3 separate regions of the Mus musculus genome follow, and all the other regions are linked to region 1. A link is a contact called in public HiChIP or PLAC-seq and Micro-C data. All regions are on one chromosome and are shown on one strand. Each heading gives the region's core, a stretch centred on a gene start, on an enhancer-like site or on the middle of the called end of the contact. The rest is flanking DNA. Distances are from core to core; before and after follow the strand shown. Region 1 overlaps Trio (triple functional domain (PTPRF interacting)). Region 2 has its middle 67 kb from the start of Gm31458. Region 3 overlaps Trio (triple functional domain (PTPRF interacting)).

Region 1 (4,495 bases), core at 1,430-3,929:
CAACTATAATAATCCGTAAGATTTACTAATGTGTAAGGTAATAAGATTTGGAGCTTAAATCCAAACCGGTGCTCATTGCTGGGATCAAGTCCTTTGTCCCGTGGCATCTGAAGTCTCAGAAGCCTTGGTTCTCCTTATTTGTTTCCTGTCTTTCCTAGTAATGGTCACCAACAGGCAGGCGGACACGACCGAAGCAAGCCTGTTGGCCACACCTCGCACTCACAGAAGTTTAAGTTGTGTTCCGTTCCTGTTGCAGAAAACATATGGCAGAAACCCCGAGATTCGTTCTGTCAGCTGTTCCACTTGAGCCCTCTGGGACTCGGGGACTTGGGACACATATGTGCTGACATGTAAAACAAAGAAGTTCTGTCTGGAGTTGTGTGGAGTTGACGTAGCTTCGTTCCCTCAAGCCCAGGCTGGTCACAAAGTCTCATGACTAAAGCATTTCCTTGCAACTGTTTTTGGGTGAACCCTGCTAACTGCAGAGAAGCAGGCCTCTGATGCCTGCACACTTCCTGCTCCTGCTCCCCCCCCCCCCCTCTCTGCAGTGAAAGTGCAGAAATGAGCCTCCTCCTAAGCATTCTCCCTTCGTATGCTCCACCCTTCCTTCCTTCATCAGAGGTGAGACCAACAGTGATTAGGGCAGAAAATAATGTTTTAATTACATTGCAACAACCCCAAAGTAAAACCTTTTCCTATCTTAAACTACAAATGAAGGACTCGTCGTTAAGTACACGAGACAGCAAGAGAACCAGTCACTTTTAGTGCCTGGCCATTGTGAGCAGGTTGGCAACTTTAGAATATGGTTAGTTCTGTGTTTTTGTGAACTGTACTCAGGAGCCCAGTTGTAGACTGGTGGTGAGGTTTGCCAGCTGCAAAGGGTGTTGTTTTCCTAGGGTTAAATGGCTGCTTGGGGTTTTCTGCCGTGCTCCCCATACGGTGGGACACAGTGCCCAGTGACTGTGACCAGTATTTAGGTCATTTCCAGGATGTGGCAAAGGCTTGAGTGCTACAGGCGCTGAGTGGGTTATGTATCCAGTATTAGGGTTCCCAGTGTGTGCAGTGTGCACACGTATTTCTGGGAACAGGAATGATGGGAGTGGGTTTTTGGTGATGCGTGTAGGAGTTCAAAGGGTCAGAAGTTGAGCGTCTGTCTGGTTGGGATTCTTTCATTTTCGCCTGGGGAGAGAATAAGTATTGGCAAGCGAGCGAGGCTGCACAGGAGGCAGATGTCACATCTGAAGGATTATGTCATGTCAGGGAGTGTGTGTCTTACGGGAAGGCATCAAGAAGCCACAGAGGGGCATCGTGGAAAACTTATGGAGAGCAGTAGAAGGAGGTGTGAGCTAGAAGCCGATTTCAAGGCGAGTGGTGGGGTCAGAAGGACTACTGACCACTGATTAGGAGGCTGCAGATACAGCAAGGCCACCTGCGGGAATTCCACGGTGGGGTGGAAGGCAAGGGGAGCCAGGCGAGGCTATTTAAATGAATGAAATGCTTGATGTGATAATGGATCAGGATTTCTCTTAACAATCAATCTTGGTTGGGCTGGTATCCATTCACATAGCTCAGGGATCGAGTTTTATCGCTCTGGGTCAATTCCCCGGGCTCTTCTGCAAAGCAGTCTGTGGATCAGGTTGGCTTTACTGAACCATGTGTGCATGTATGCATAAGTGAGAGGCACATATGTAATTAGGGTGGCGTCTGCTGTCAGGCTTTATAGCACACATGCACACAGAGAGACACAGAGAAAGAGACAGACAGACAGACAGAGGCACAGGGAGATGGGGGGGGGGGGGACAGGTTGCCCATGTGATTTATTTTGAATCACTTAGTCAGAGAAATGCAATTTCTCTGTTTGCTTCTTTGTTGGTCTGGGATCAGAAGATTAAGGGTGCCCTTGGCCATATTTCCTTTTTATTTTATGAAACTAGAAGAAGCTGGAACCCCTTTTATAATAATAACCACTATATAATAATAGCCGTTATACAATATAATGCCTTTGGACAACTGGCCTATTATATATTATGAATTAACTTCCAATGTACCATTAATGCATAGTTAAAACATCAACAAAGTCTACTGATTTCTTCGTTCGTTTAAGGCATTTGTAATACTCTTAACAAGCCTTTCATCCTTTGGCAGTTCAGCTTGTCCTGTATACTTTGTGGGTAAGAAATGAAAAGCCAGAGCTATATGTTGACGTTTCCTTGAGTCAGTAAAGCTTGTGCTCTTCTTAACTGTGTGCTGTTATAGGCTGTCACTAATAAGACAGGATGAGTTAGCCAATCAGGTGGTTATTACTAAACATTAGAATCCGCTTTGTCGTTATTTCCATGTGGTGGTTTGTGGACACATCTACATTCCCGGTGCATGTGATTCATCCTCGTGTCCAATCTGGGGTCATATAATTTTGTAAAAAATGACATAAGCATCAGTTGATTGTGCTTGCATTTTTTTATATCTTAGTAAGCATTCTGGTGAAAATGTAACCTTTGTTCTCTAACATTCTTCCATAATTAAATGCATTCACAGAAGATTCCGATCCATTAAAACACTTCCTTCCTGTGACACTGGCGTGAGCTTTACACGGCCACCCCACCCCCACCACACACACCTCGCTAGCACTGCCTCCCTGCAGTGGAGCAGCATCCTGCAGGCTCTGCGCTGGAGCGGCTTGCTCAGACAGGGTGACGTCACCCTCTCTGCCGGCAGTGCGAGGGCGGGGCCACCGCACAGATGTGGAGTTTTATCTCCTGCCCTTTGTGTTCCGGAGCTCTGCCAATTACCTAATGAGTAAAATTCGGTAATTACCACCAAGGCTCGTCAGTAAGAGCAGCTACCAGCTTACTATTTAACATTTTTGCTGTGGTTGCTTTAGAACGCTGCCTTAGTTATTAGTCTTACTTGTAGCATAACCTGTGCTTCCGTCAGCCATGCTTCAGTCTTTCCCACAGGCGATTTTTCGGTTTAATAAATGTAAGGTGGGGGTAGCTGACAGGCTCTGAGACCTACGAGGTGGCTGGGAAGCAGTCTGTGGGTGACTGACAGACAATTCAGAACAAGGCACACGGGCAACTTTATCAGGAGCTCTATCTGTGGAGGAATAATAGGGCTCTTAAATACCATGTTTTCCTAAAAGAAAAAAAAATTAAGTCAGCGAATGATTATGTGAAATTCAAAATGATTAAAATCTGCTAGAGGTCCTGAGTGGATTACCAAAAGAAGCTGTTTTAGTTTTAAACTTACTCTTTTTAACACACACACACACACACACACACACACACACACACACACACACATATATATGTATGTATATGTATATATGTATATATTGTATATGAGTACACTGTAACTGTCTTCAGACACACCAGAAGAGGGCATCGGATCCCATTACAGATGGTTGTTGTGGTTGCTGGGAATTGAACTCAGGACCTGGAAGAACAGTCAGTGCTCTTAACCACTGAGCCATCTTCCCAGCACCAAAAATCTTACCCTTACCTCAGATAATTAGCTTCATCTTAGGTCTTTGTGCACATGTACACGGAAAGTGCTATTGGGTCAACGAGCTGAGTGATGAGTGAGCGCTCACACAACCTGGAGATGTCCCGTGGTGCGGCTCCTCCTGGGAGCAACCAAGATGGAGGGCTGCTGCTCCTTTATTGTTGGTTGATGTTAAAAATGGAAGGCCACCGTGGTGGTCAGTGAGCTCTGTGGCTTGCTGGGAACGGTTCTGTTGGAGTGGCACCGCAGCCCTGACACAGAGTCTGATGACCAAAAGGGCACAGTTGATCTGACCACTGCGCTGTTGGGTTGTTGACATTCCAGCTCCCCCCACCCCCATTCACCCAAAAGATTTCCCATTGTCAGAGACAACTGTGGGATCTCTCCTCCTGGAGCAAAGAGGGTAATTTTCCCTCTTACAGCTGTAATCATGGTGTGACTGAAGGCTAAATACCCAGAGCTGATCTTTTACAGACTGAAATAGAAAGTCCTGGAGGACACTGGGCGAGCGGCGGCGGGGGTGGGGGTGGGGGACGACGGACAGGGACGCAGACTCTGGTAGTTTGTTCCTTTTCACCCGGTACTCAGAGGTTTGGATACTCGCACCTACTTCCGTCTAAAGCGAGTTCCCCGAGTGAGAGGAAGATGGAGGCTATCCATTTGCTGCATGGTTGGCAGCTTCTGAAACAGGAGACATTCGGTGGCGTGGTCTTAGTATTTATCCCAGGCTTACTGCTCCTGGCCAGATAGCATTGTAAACATGTAACACGATCCACTCTGTTGTTTAACATCAGGGTTGAGCTGTCTTAGATGAAACTATTAAGATATTTAATTTACGTATGCACATTTAGAGAAGGGGAAGGAGGGAAGGGGAGAGTGGACTTGAAGCCAGAACTTCCCAGAGCTCTCTTTACACAGTCATCCCTCTGCTAACCAAGGCCTAACTGCAAATGCCCTCTCATGAGCATCCTCAGCACACACATTGTAGGCC
Region 2 (4,495 bases), core at 700-3,199, 210 kb before region 1:
ATCTATAGTTCACAGCTTCTGTTTGGTATACAGCCAGTACCCAGTAATTGCCTCATGAATGAATGAATGAATGAATGAATGAATGAATGAATGAATGAATAGAACAAAACCAGTACGGGTTGCTAACAATGGTAACCCACACTGTTTGTTACGGTTGTGTTTAACATTATTGCTAACTGTGGATACTAGAAAAGATAACAAAAATAAATTAAAATTTTTACTAACACCGAAATGCTATTAATTACAGTTATGTATGTGAAGTCTACTTTAATGCCTGATTACCATGCAGGGCAAGTAAAGATTGTGCATAGTGTATCATTAAATGTGGCAGCTCTACTCGGTTAAGTTTTATTTCATTATAATCATGAATTACACATATGCTTAGTCTACGTAAGTTATGGTTGCTGTCTGCTGTTTGTTCCCGTCCTTGAAAAGGCTTCTATTTCTAAACTTGCCTTCTTCTACACCTAGCAATTTTGATTTTTTATAGGAAACCTATAGAGGGTGGCCAGAAAGGTTGAGTTAATTCAGCCAAGGTTCTCAGAGGCAGTAAATGATGACTTTTGAACGAGGTCCTTTGGCTCAATAACTTGGGCTTTTACACTAGACTTAATTTATCCCTAATGATGCATGTTTTATCAGGAAATTCAGCATAAACTGGTAGTTAAGAGATGCTTGGCTTGAAAGCTTGAGACAAGAAAGGGAGAGAGTGATAAACAGTAGCCTCAGAGTCTCTTCCAACAGCAGGTGACCCAACCTAACATTATAGCCTGAACTCTTGATGCCTCTTCTCTCCTCCCCAATCCCCCAATCCATCCCCCTCTCCCTCTCCCTCTCCCTCTCCCTCTCCCTCTCCCTCTCCCTCTCCCTCTCCCTCTCCCTCTCCCTCTCCCTCTCCCTCTCCCTCCTCCTCCTCCTCCTCCTCCTCCTTCTTCTTCTTCTTCTTCTTCTTCTTCTTCTTCTTCTTCTTCTTCTTCTTCTTCTCTCTCTCTCTCTCTCTCTCTCTCTCTCTCTCTCTCTCTCTCTCTCCCTCCTTGCTTGTGAGCTCAGTATTGGCACTTGGTCAACTCCCAGCTGAGTCCAGCCTTCCCTCTATCCCCCACTGAGGTGCTAGACTTTTGAGTGAAGCTGCCTCTGGACCCTTCAGAGCAAACCAGCCCATCTGCCATTCAGATACCACAAGTGACCTCAGTCCACACCACATGGCACAGAATAATTGAGCAGCTGAGCCTGACCTGAATTCCTCACCCACAAAAATCATGAGGCATAAAAATGGCTGCTGTTTTAAGCTTGGAATTCAAGAGATAGATAGCCAGCGATAGACCACATGCCACAAGTTCATTTTACAGACTGTCTCGCTTAGCAGTGCCAGACAAACTGGCAAAGGGCAAGCTAATAAACTATAGTAATTAACAAAACAAGCTCCCTTTTCTTTCATAAGGCAATCCCCACACACAGACAATGGCAGCAATTTTGAATTTCAAGCAAATAGCCTATCTGTGGACCCATTTGAAATGTCAGCCATAAAATAATTTTCCTCTTGCAATTTATAAGCCCTGACAGTAAGGAGCTGTCTGTGAGAATCCAGCCAGAAATCCCTTGGACAAACATTCCGTTGATAATTTTTCCATTTCCATTTTTGACACACAGAGCCTTTCACTATTCAAGTCAACTTTGAAAGGAAACAAGATAACATCCGTTTCCTCTGCTGTCCTTCCACGCATTTAATAGCACCCAGATATACAGGTTCATTTCCCTGGAGATTCCTGTTATTTAAGCTCACCTTCTGGTGATCTTAAGACCAAAAAAAATGGTATTTTCTATAGCCATCTAACAGTGCAGGCCAGGAATGCAGAGTAGCGAAGGAGGATTGGGGAGGAGATTCCTGTAACCTCAGCGGACCAACAGTTACCCAGACTGCACAATTATTAGCACAGCACAAACACTGCAGCTGTCTGCAGAAGCACCGCAGTATTTCTGACAAGGCACATCACACTGATGATGTCAGACTCCTTTCTTAAACAGTGAAATGTGAGAATGTGTAGAAGAGGTTTGTCCTTGTTTGGGAAACCATACTCACAAATGACTAGGTTACCCACAGTCCTGGGTTTTCTCAGTTCATTGAGAAGTCACATTCCCGCAGAGTCCTTCGTGAAACCCTGTAGTTGGCTCCCTAGGTCTTTGGTTATCTCACCGGTCTGCCATGCACGTCGCTGAACAGGGAAAATGACTCAGGGCTCTAATGAAAATCTAATTCATTAAACCAAACCTTGGAAAAGAACCTCAATGAGTCAGTGCAACCTTCCCCTGCCTCTGGGCAGCGCCACACCTAGACCATCCAAGCCAGAGGAGAGGTAATCACATTTTTTAATAAAGCAGTCGTGAACATTATTACTAAACCCCATTTCTATATATAACTGTGTTCCAAATGAACCGACAAAGGCATTAAAGAGTTGGACCCAACACACTAACAACGGAGCCAGGACCTTGGCTTTTGTGCCAGTTTTTAAAAAGGTGGCCCCTTGAAGCAAAAGATGTAGGAAAAAGCCATTCCCTGGGGAAGCAGCTGCCCAGAGCCAGTCAGTGTGTATAGCTTGTGAGCGAGCAGATAGATGGGTTGGCCATCGGCTCGTTCTGCCTTCCACACCTCACCTTTGTACAGAGGAAGAAACACAGGACCACATGCAGTGACCTGGGAAGATAGCTATAATATTACACATGAAACTTCCTCCTCAGTTTGTCTTTTTAAAAATCTACTTTTATCCTTTCATCGTCCCTGTTGTTTGTTACTGCCAACTGTGTGTACCACCAGGTTTGTTTGGTTTTTTTGTTTGTTTGTTTTTTAATCTGTCAGCCTTCACTAATAAACTTACCACTGACAGGTAATATATCTTTATTCCTCCAGATACCTGACAGGTGCTCAATAACCATTCGTTGGCAGATTGAAAGACTTTTGGAGAGAATGAACACAGCCATAGACCACCAACACCTAACGTTTTCTTGCCTTTAAAATGAAAAGATGGCGGTGACCTCATCTCCCCTGAGGGAAATCAACCAAAGCATTTGAGTCACTGTTCTTTAGAGCAGAATTCCTGGTTGATAAAAAAGCATGGGTCTCCTGGCTATGAGATCAGAGTCCCAGGCTGAGGCCATCAATCCATCCTTGCTTCCTGTCTGGACACTATCTCTATTTAACAAAAGCACATGAGAGACTGACCACTGGGAAGAGAAGCAGGCATTCTTATTTGTCAGCGTACTCTCTCCCACAGCAAAGAGGCTGCCACTCTTTCCTCTTAGGGAGGAATATGACTCCCCAGAAGAGTCACCAGAGTCATTTACCCAGAACACACCTTCCAGGCATCTACCCCACCGGCACCTTCAGCAACTTGATAGTCAGAGACAGGCACCTACCATATTGATATGAGAGGGCATTCTTACCATGGCCAAGGTCAGAAAGTTGCAAGTCCAAAGGCCAGCTTATTTATTCCACGTTACTTTTTGTCTGTTGTTAATACCTGAAAGTTGTCAGAATTAAGGTGGATCACATATGAAAAGTTCCAAATAATAATAATAGTAATAATAATGATGATGATAATAATAATAGAACAAAGGGACCAAGAAGGATAGAGATGTTCATGTATGCCTGATAATGCGAAGTGTCACAGAGACATGAGTACCAAGCATTCATGAGGCTCTGAGTTCAATTCCCAGAACCATGAAGAGGGGGAAGCTAGGAGAAGCGAAGACCACCAGGACTGCAACCTTCCACAGAGCCACTATCACCTCACAAGGAACATATTTTTTTTGCAACAACAACTGCCAAACTGCCTGCTCTACCTTGAACAGATGCTGCCCTTGTCATTGAGTGTATGAGTCAAGGGCTAGCATTTCAAAACATGTGATCTTTGTCATCTTGCCCTCAAATAATCTCCCTTGCCTCAAACCCCTTGAACGGGAACAAGAATTACAGCTGCACCCGAGTTTCCATTGCAATATCCATCCTGCTATTTTGAGAGATTGTTTTCCACTTGGCATTTAGGTTGATACATTTAACAGTATGGTTATTTATATGAGATAACTAGTAGTCATATAAAGAAAGGTTTGTGGCTACAAGCTCTGGAGAGAGTTTTGAAGACAGCTAGAGTGTTCTCCAGGACAATGACATGTGTTATGGAACTGTGTGCTTTCATAGCAATCCTACCAATGAATGGTTCACTTCAAGGTGGTTAATGTTATATTATTATACCTTTATCTTTTTTAAAACAGGGCTTACTACATAGACAAGGTTACCCTTGAACTCTTGTTCCCCCTGCCTTAGCTTCCCATTAAGTTTTTGTAAGAAAAAACATTGCTCCTAATTTTTTTTAATTGAAGGCTTCAACCACCTTCTTGGCTTGCCTTGAGAAACTGGAAGATCCACAGAGCTAAACTTACCCCATGGTGTGGTAACCTTCAGCTTTTGCTGAGAACAGCCAGGGCATTTGCTGTCTATGTT
Region 3 (4,495 bases), core at 747-3,246, 140 kb after region 1:
ATGTAAACAGTTATCAGGGAATGCAATAAGGAGAGGTCAAGTGAGGCTGAGACAGGACTCTGGTTCCGTGCCAGCCTGGGCTACTTAGCTTCTATTGCTGTTTTTTTCTTAATGTTTACTTTTTCCTTTGAGAATTTCATACGACATTATGTTGGTCATATTTCTCTCCCTCCCCCAGCTCCTCCCAGATCTCCATACCCACCCAGCTTCATGTTCTTTCTCTCAAAAACAAAAACCCATGTCTGTGTGATTGATATGCCCAGTATCACACCACTGAAGAAAACAGACTTTCCTGTAGCTATGAACCGTGAAGAGTTTCCTGGCAAGGGGAGGGACTTCCTGCCTCACTTCCACTCCGCTGTGCTGGGGTTTTCCTATACACTGTCTTAAATAAACCCTTGGTAACTCCAGCAAGTCTTGTATCAATAAGATGGTGGCTGTTGAGGCGGCTCAGGCTCGTTCTGAGTTAGCTACTCCCTTTGGGACCCAGCCCAGCACTCTGCATATCTCTTAGTCTGCATCAAACTGTGGAAGAGTCCTTCCTAACAGTGAACAGATCCACACAGTAAGCACTGAATTTGGTTTCAAATCTTTTCGAACCTGTTCTAAAGGATGGAAACACAGGATATTCAGCTCAGTGTGAATAAACAAATACCAAAGTGTCGCCGGAGGATTGTTTCAGCCATGCAGACTGGCTGTTTCACATTAACGATTGAGCAGTCTAAAGTCTCTCTCCAATTTTCTCCCACTTACATACCACCAACTCATTCAAAGTTTACAGCATGGTGCATGTGCGTGCATGAGTGCCCCAGGGACCAGTTCTGTGGAAAACAGAACCAGTGTTCTGTCTCTCCTCACTCTACGCATGACCTTGGATATATGTCCTTGTGAGAGCATGGTCTGTGGTTCATGGCACCTCCCCCCTCCTCCCATACACCCACCAGCACTTCAGAATTCTCATTGAAATTTGTTTATTGATTTTTTTAAGCGAAATACATTTATAAAACTATTTTGTTCTCTCACTTTTGTGGGAAAAGGTTTTCCATGCTTGATGGAAAATACATCCAGGAAAGAAATGCTGTGAAATTACATTTAAGGTTACAGCTGATTTTACAGCACATGTAGAGTCCTGAGATATTAGTAATCAGCCATGGGACTCTCCTTGCAGGGAGCCCTAGCCACCCCGAATTGACTTTTCCAGACATCTTGCTGGTGAGCTGCAATCTCTCTTTGGTCTATCTTTGTAAGGAGAACACAGATTTATGGCTTTTCATTCTGAAGAATTTCCTCCAGGTGCTCGGGGTTGGCCTCTGGGGTGAGTGAGCAAGTCCATAAACACGGGGAGCTTGGAGCAATGAGCTCTGGAATCTGTCCAGGGAGCCCCTATTTCCTCTTCCTGCCCGCAGGCATGGGGGTGGGGACTGGGCAGCCACAGCCCGGAGGCTCCGGTTAATTTCTTGCAGTTCTCTCCTAAGACCATGCGAATGTGAAGGATTGGCTCAGGATGCCCAACTATAACAACCGGAAAACCCCCAGGGAATAGAAGCAGCTGAGCATCCTCACATCGAGCCCTGAGTGACTGGATGTGTGTTCCTCTAGGCATCCTGTGTGCAAGTCCATGTCTTCCTCATTGACACCTTTTATTCTCAGAAGCACAGCTGAAAACGCCTCTGCGTGCCACCTTGTAGTCAACTCTACTCCTGTAGTGAAAGTAAGAACTCACAACTGTTAGCTGGGACGCGCAACTCGGTGGAGTTCTAAGGCCACTTCCTTTTCTCTTCTGTCTCCTTAAGCTGGCGGGGCCCAGTGGCACCAAAGTCCTCTCTCAAACTGGCACAGAGAAGAGGGATATGTTGTGCTTGTGGTAACATGGGAGCTGACAATTGAATGTTTCTCCTTTCGTCTCTCTCTTCATCTAAAAAGGAACACAGCACAGTGGCTGTCCTCATCCTGTTCCGTCCCCAGCCCTACGCAAAGGCTGCTTGATTGCTTCCTGTGGCTGCTTGCTCCCTGGAGGTGGCAGTGCCGCCTTATCACAGGGGCACTGATTAAAGCCAAGGACAGGATCCTGCTTTAATTGGTGTTCCTAGCAGAGGCCGTCTTTCTCATTCCCTTTGTCTCCACGGCTGCTTTGTTTCGTCCTGGAGTAACTCCAGGCCCCTCTCCTTCCCTCTCACCAGTGAGCACTAAGTAGCTTGGATAGCTCAGGGAGGAGTTCTTACAGGAGGACTCTGTTGACCACGGGAGATTCTTATAACAGCGCGTTCTTAGAAAGCCTCCTGCCTGTTCCCTGAGGCTCCAGAAATGGGACAGAGAGTTTTCAGCTGCTTCAAAGAAAGGCACCCCAGCCTGTTCTTTTCATTCTTTGGTTTGTGCTGCTGCTGTTTCAGTGTGTGACCGTCCCCTCCACCCCCGACCCCCGCGAGAAATAGGGGAACTAACGGTACTTAAAAGTTCCTAAGTAATGACCAAAGCAGAAGTATGCCATTTTGGCCTAGGAAAGAGGTGGAAAGCAAGATGACGTAAAGCTGGCTGGGACCTGCGTGGCCCTGAGTGTGCTCTGGGTGGACTGTGGTGTGTGCATGCCCACAGGCGTGCTGGCTTTTCCTCCCAGAGCCTGTGGGCAGTAGTGGTATGTATGTTTGTTCAAATGCTCTTTGCTTTAGTTCAGCACCATTTTGATTTTGTTGTGTTACTAAAATGCAATTTAGGAAGAATTCTTACTGGATTAGGACTCTTTTGTTTCTTTTCTTTTCTTTTTTTTTTTTTTTTAAACTAAACCAGGAACCTCGCCATATAATGTGCTGGATATTGGCTCTGTGGTTTGGGAGAGTCAGTCATCTGCTTCCTCCCTCCACAGCTATAACTCTTCCAAGCTAATATCGCATCCCTTGAGACTGGAGCCGGAGTTAACCCACCCCGTGGAGGATGTGGAGAGTGATAATACTTGGCAAGCTCTCTGCAGAACATTCCAGGGCCTCCCCACTGCCCTGTAGCGCTGCATACAAACGAGCACATTGGTATGGGCTCTGTGACAACATTTATAAGTTTGCACGGTTCATAGCTGGCTCGATTATGTGCATACTAACACAACCCGGGCATTTCTGAGGCAGTAAAACACTTCACTGCTAACATTCTGAATCTGGTTTTAATTTTGAAAGAATAATAATACATTTATGTATGAACGAAGTGTAGTCTTATCACCATTCCAACCAAACCACGTGGCTTAACTGCAGAATGTCCCTTTTAACCACGCTGTATGGGGCGGACTTTGTGTGTCCCTTGTTCCACATGAAGGAGGGTTTTAGCTTTTAAACGCATCTAAATTCCCCCCACATATGCAGATTTCCCCCTTTAGCAAGGCAAGCCAGGTGACCTCGGGTTTTTTTTTGTTTGTTTTTTTTGTTGTTGTTTGTTTGTTTGTTTTTTAACAAGAAAGAAGACAGTAAACAGAAGTATAAATGTTCGCTGTGGGAAGTGTCCCTGGTTAAATGTGTCCATGCCTCTCGCTTTGGGGTTTTATTTCAAGGACATTATGATCACAACTATCATGGGTCCTTACAGCATTAGGGGCTATGAAACCAGAATGGTATGTGGGCACCATGTGACTGTCAGCCCCCAAATTAACTGTGTGTTTCCATGAATGCTGAGTCCTGCCTCTGTTCAGGCAACAATAAACACTGCAGTAGTTGGGAGATGGAGTCACAAGCATAAATTAAGAATCAAGACACTGTTACTTCATAACATAAAGAGCTTCCTTATCCCTCTTCCAACAGTAAACTAAGTACTGAGTAATCCAACCCCTGGGTGGGCTTTGTTGTTGTTTGTGTGTTTGTTTTTAGAGACAGTCTTTAAGTGACACTAAGAATCTGTCTTATGGAAAAGAACAGTGTGACTTTTGGGCACCAGGAAGGATCTCAACCGACCAGAAAAGCTAGATTCATCACAGAGCCTTCAGAAGGCCTCTTGCTTTGGGGCTAAATAGACCAGATGACATTCTTGCTCTGCAGAATGTCACTCTGCTTCTGTGGAGATGCCTGGGTCAATGTGGGGTCCCCTCCGGCACCCTCACCCGTGGATCTTCAGTGGGAGCCTCGGCTCAGGCCTTCCAGGGCCACCATAGGTCCCCTTCCTTCTCCTTACCCAGGAGCAGTGTCCCACACAGCTCACTGTGGACATCATCAGGCTGTGTGCTGACCAGAGAAAGTCAGGAGGGCTCTGCAAAGACACTGTCTGTCTCTCCAGCCCTACCCACCCCACCCCACCCCACCACACATCCCAGGGATGATGCAGACCACCAAGAAAGAGTGGTGCCAGGTTCAAAGATCACAGAAAGCTGGGAGTTCACAGGATTCATACATCTCTCCCTCTCTTTTTTAATGGTGTGTGTGTGTGTGTGTTTGCATGCAGCACTACTATCTTAACACAAAATCTGCTTTTGACTTTGAGTTGAAGTCCCTACAGTTCATTAGTGGCCAGTTTCTTGGGTGCTTTT

The links. Hi-C and Micro-C count contacts between places; a contact is called where the count stands out from the background. HiChIP or PLAC-seq counts read pairs in DNA pulled down with a chosen protein or histone mark.
Region 2: a Micro-C map of muscle stem cells shows a contact between it and region 1, with 11 times the contacts expected there. The contact joins two enhancer-like sites. A contact is called at or near these places in 7 of 484 Hi-C or Micro-C datasets (the C2C12 cell line, adipose-derived mesenchymal stem cells, embryonic fibroblasts and 2 more), 9 of 115 datasets of contacts at active chromatin or transcription factors (bone marrow-derived macrophages, craniofacial prominence, embryonic basal ganglia and 5 more) and 2 of 9 other capture datasets (adipose tissue and liver).
Region 3: an H3K27ac HiChIP or PLAC-seq map of microglia shows a contact between it and region 1, with 3 times the contacts expected there. The contact joins two enhancer-like sites. A contact is called at or near these places in 1 of 484 Hi-C or Micro-C datasets (CD8 T cells), 2 of 115 datasets of contacts at active chromatin or transcription factors (microglia and pancreatic cancer cells) and 1 of 9 other capture datasets (adipose tissue).

What each region holds. Positions count from the first base shown.
Region 1 is chr15:27,921,980-27,926,474 of GRCm38.p6, reverse strand. All of the region lies in intron 1 of Trio (triple functional domain (PTPRF interacting)), which reads left to right. Among named protein-coding and RNA genes, the nearest start is that of Gm29975, 71 kb to the left of the region's middle. Within about 2 kb of position 2,679, at least 298 of the 459 cell types and tissues checked have an H3K27ac peak or open chromatin away from gene starts, as enhancers often do. A contact at or near this core is called in the C2C12 cell line, CD8 T cells, adipose tissue and 6 more, where this site is marked.
Region 2 is chr15:28,131,090-28,135,584 of GRCm38.p6, reverse strand. No RefSeq gene overlaps it. Among named protein-coding and RNA genes, the nearest start is that of Gm31458, 67 kb to the right of the region's middle. Within about 2 kb of position 1,949, at least 56 of the 459 cell types and tissues checked have an H3K27ac peak or open chromatin away from gene starts, as enhancers often do. A contact at or near this core is called in the C2C12 cell line, adipose-derived mesenchymal stem cells, embryonic fibroblasts and 2 more, where this site is marked.
Region 3 is chr15:27,781,307-27,785,801 of GRCm38.p6, reverse strand. The region is part of intron 34 of Trio (triple functional domain (PTPRF interacting)); the gene reads left to right. Among named protein-coding and RNA genes, the nearest start is that of Otulinl, 100 kb to the right of the region's middle. Within about 2 kb of position 1,996, at least 256 of the 459 cell types and tissues checked have an H3K27ac peak or open chromatin away from gene starts, as enhancers often do. A contact at or near this core is called in CD8 T cells, adipose tissue, microglia and 1 more, where this site is marked.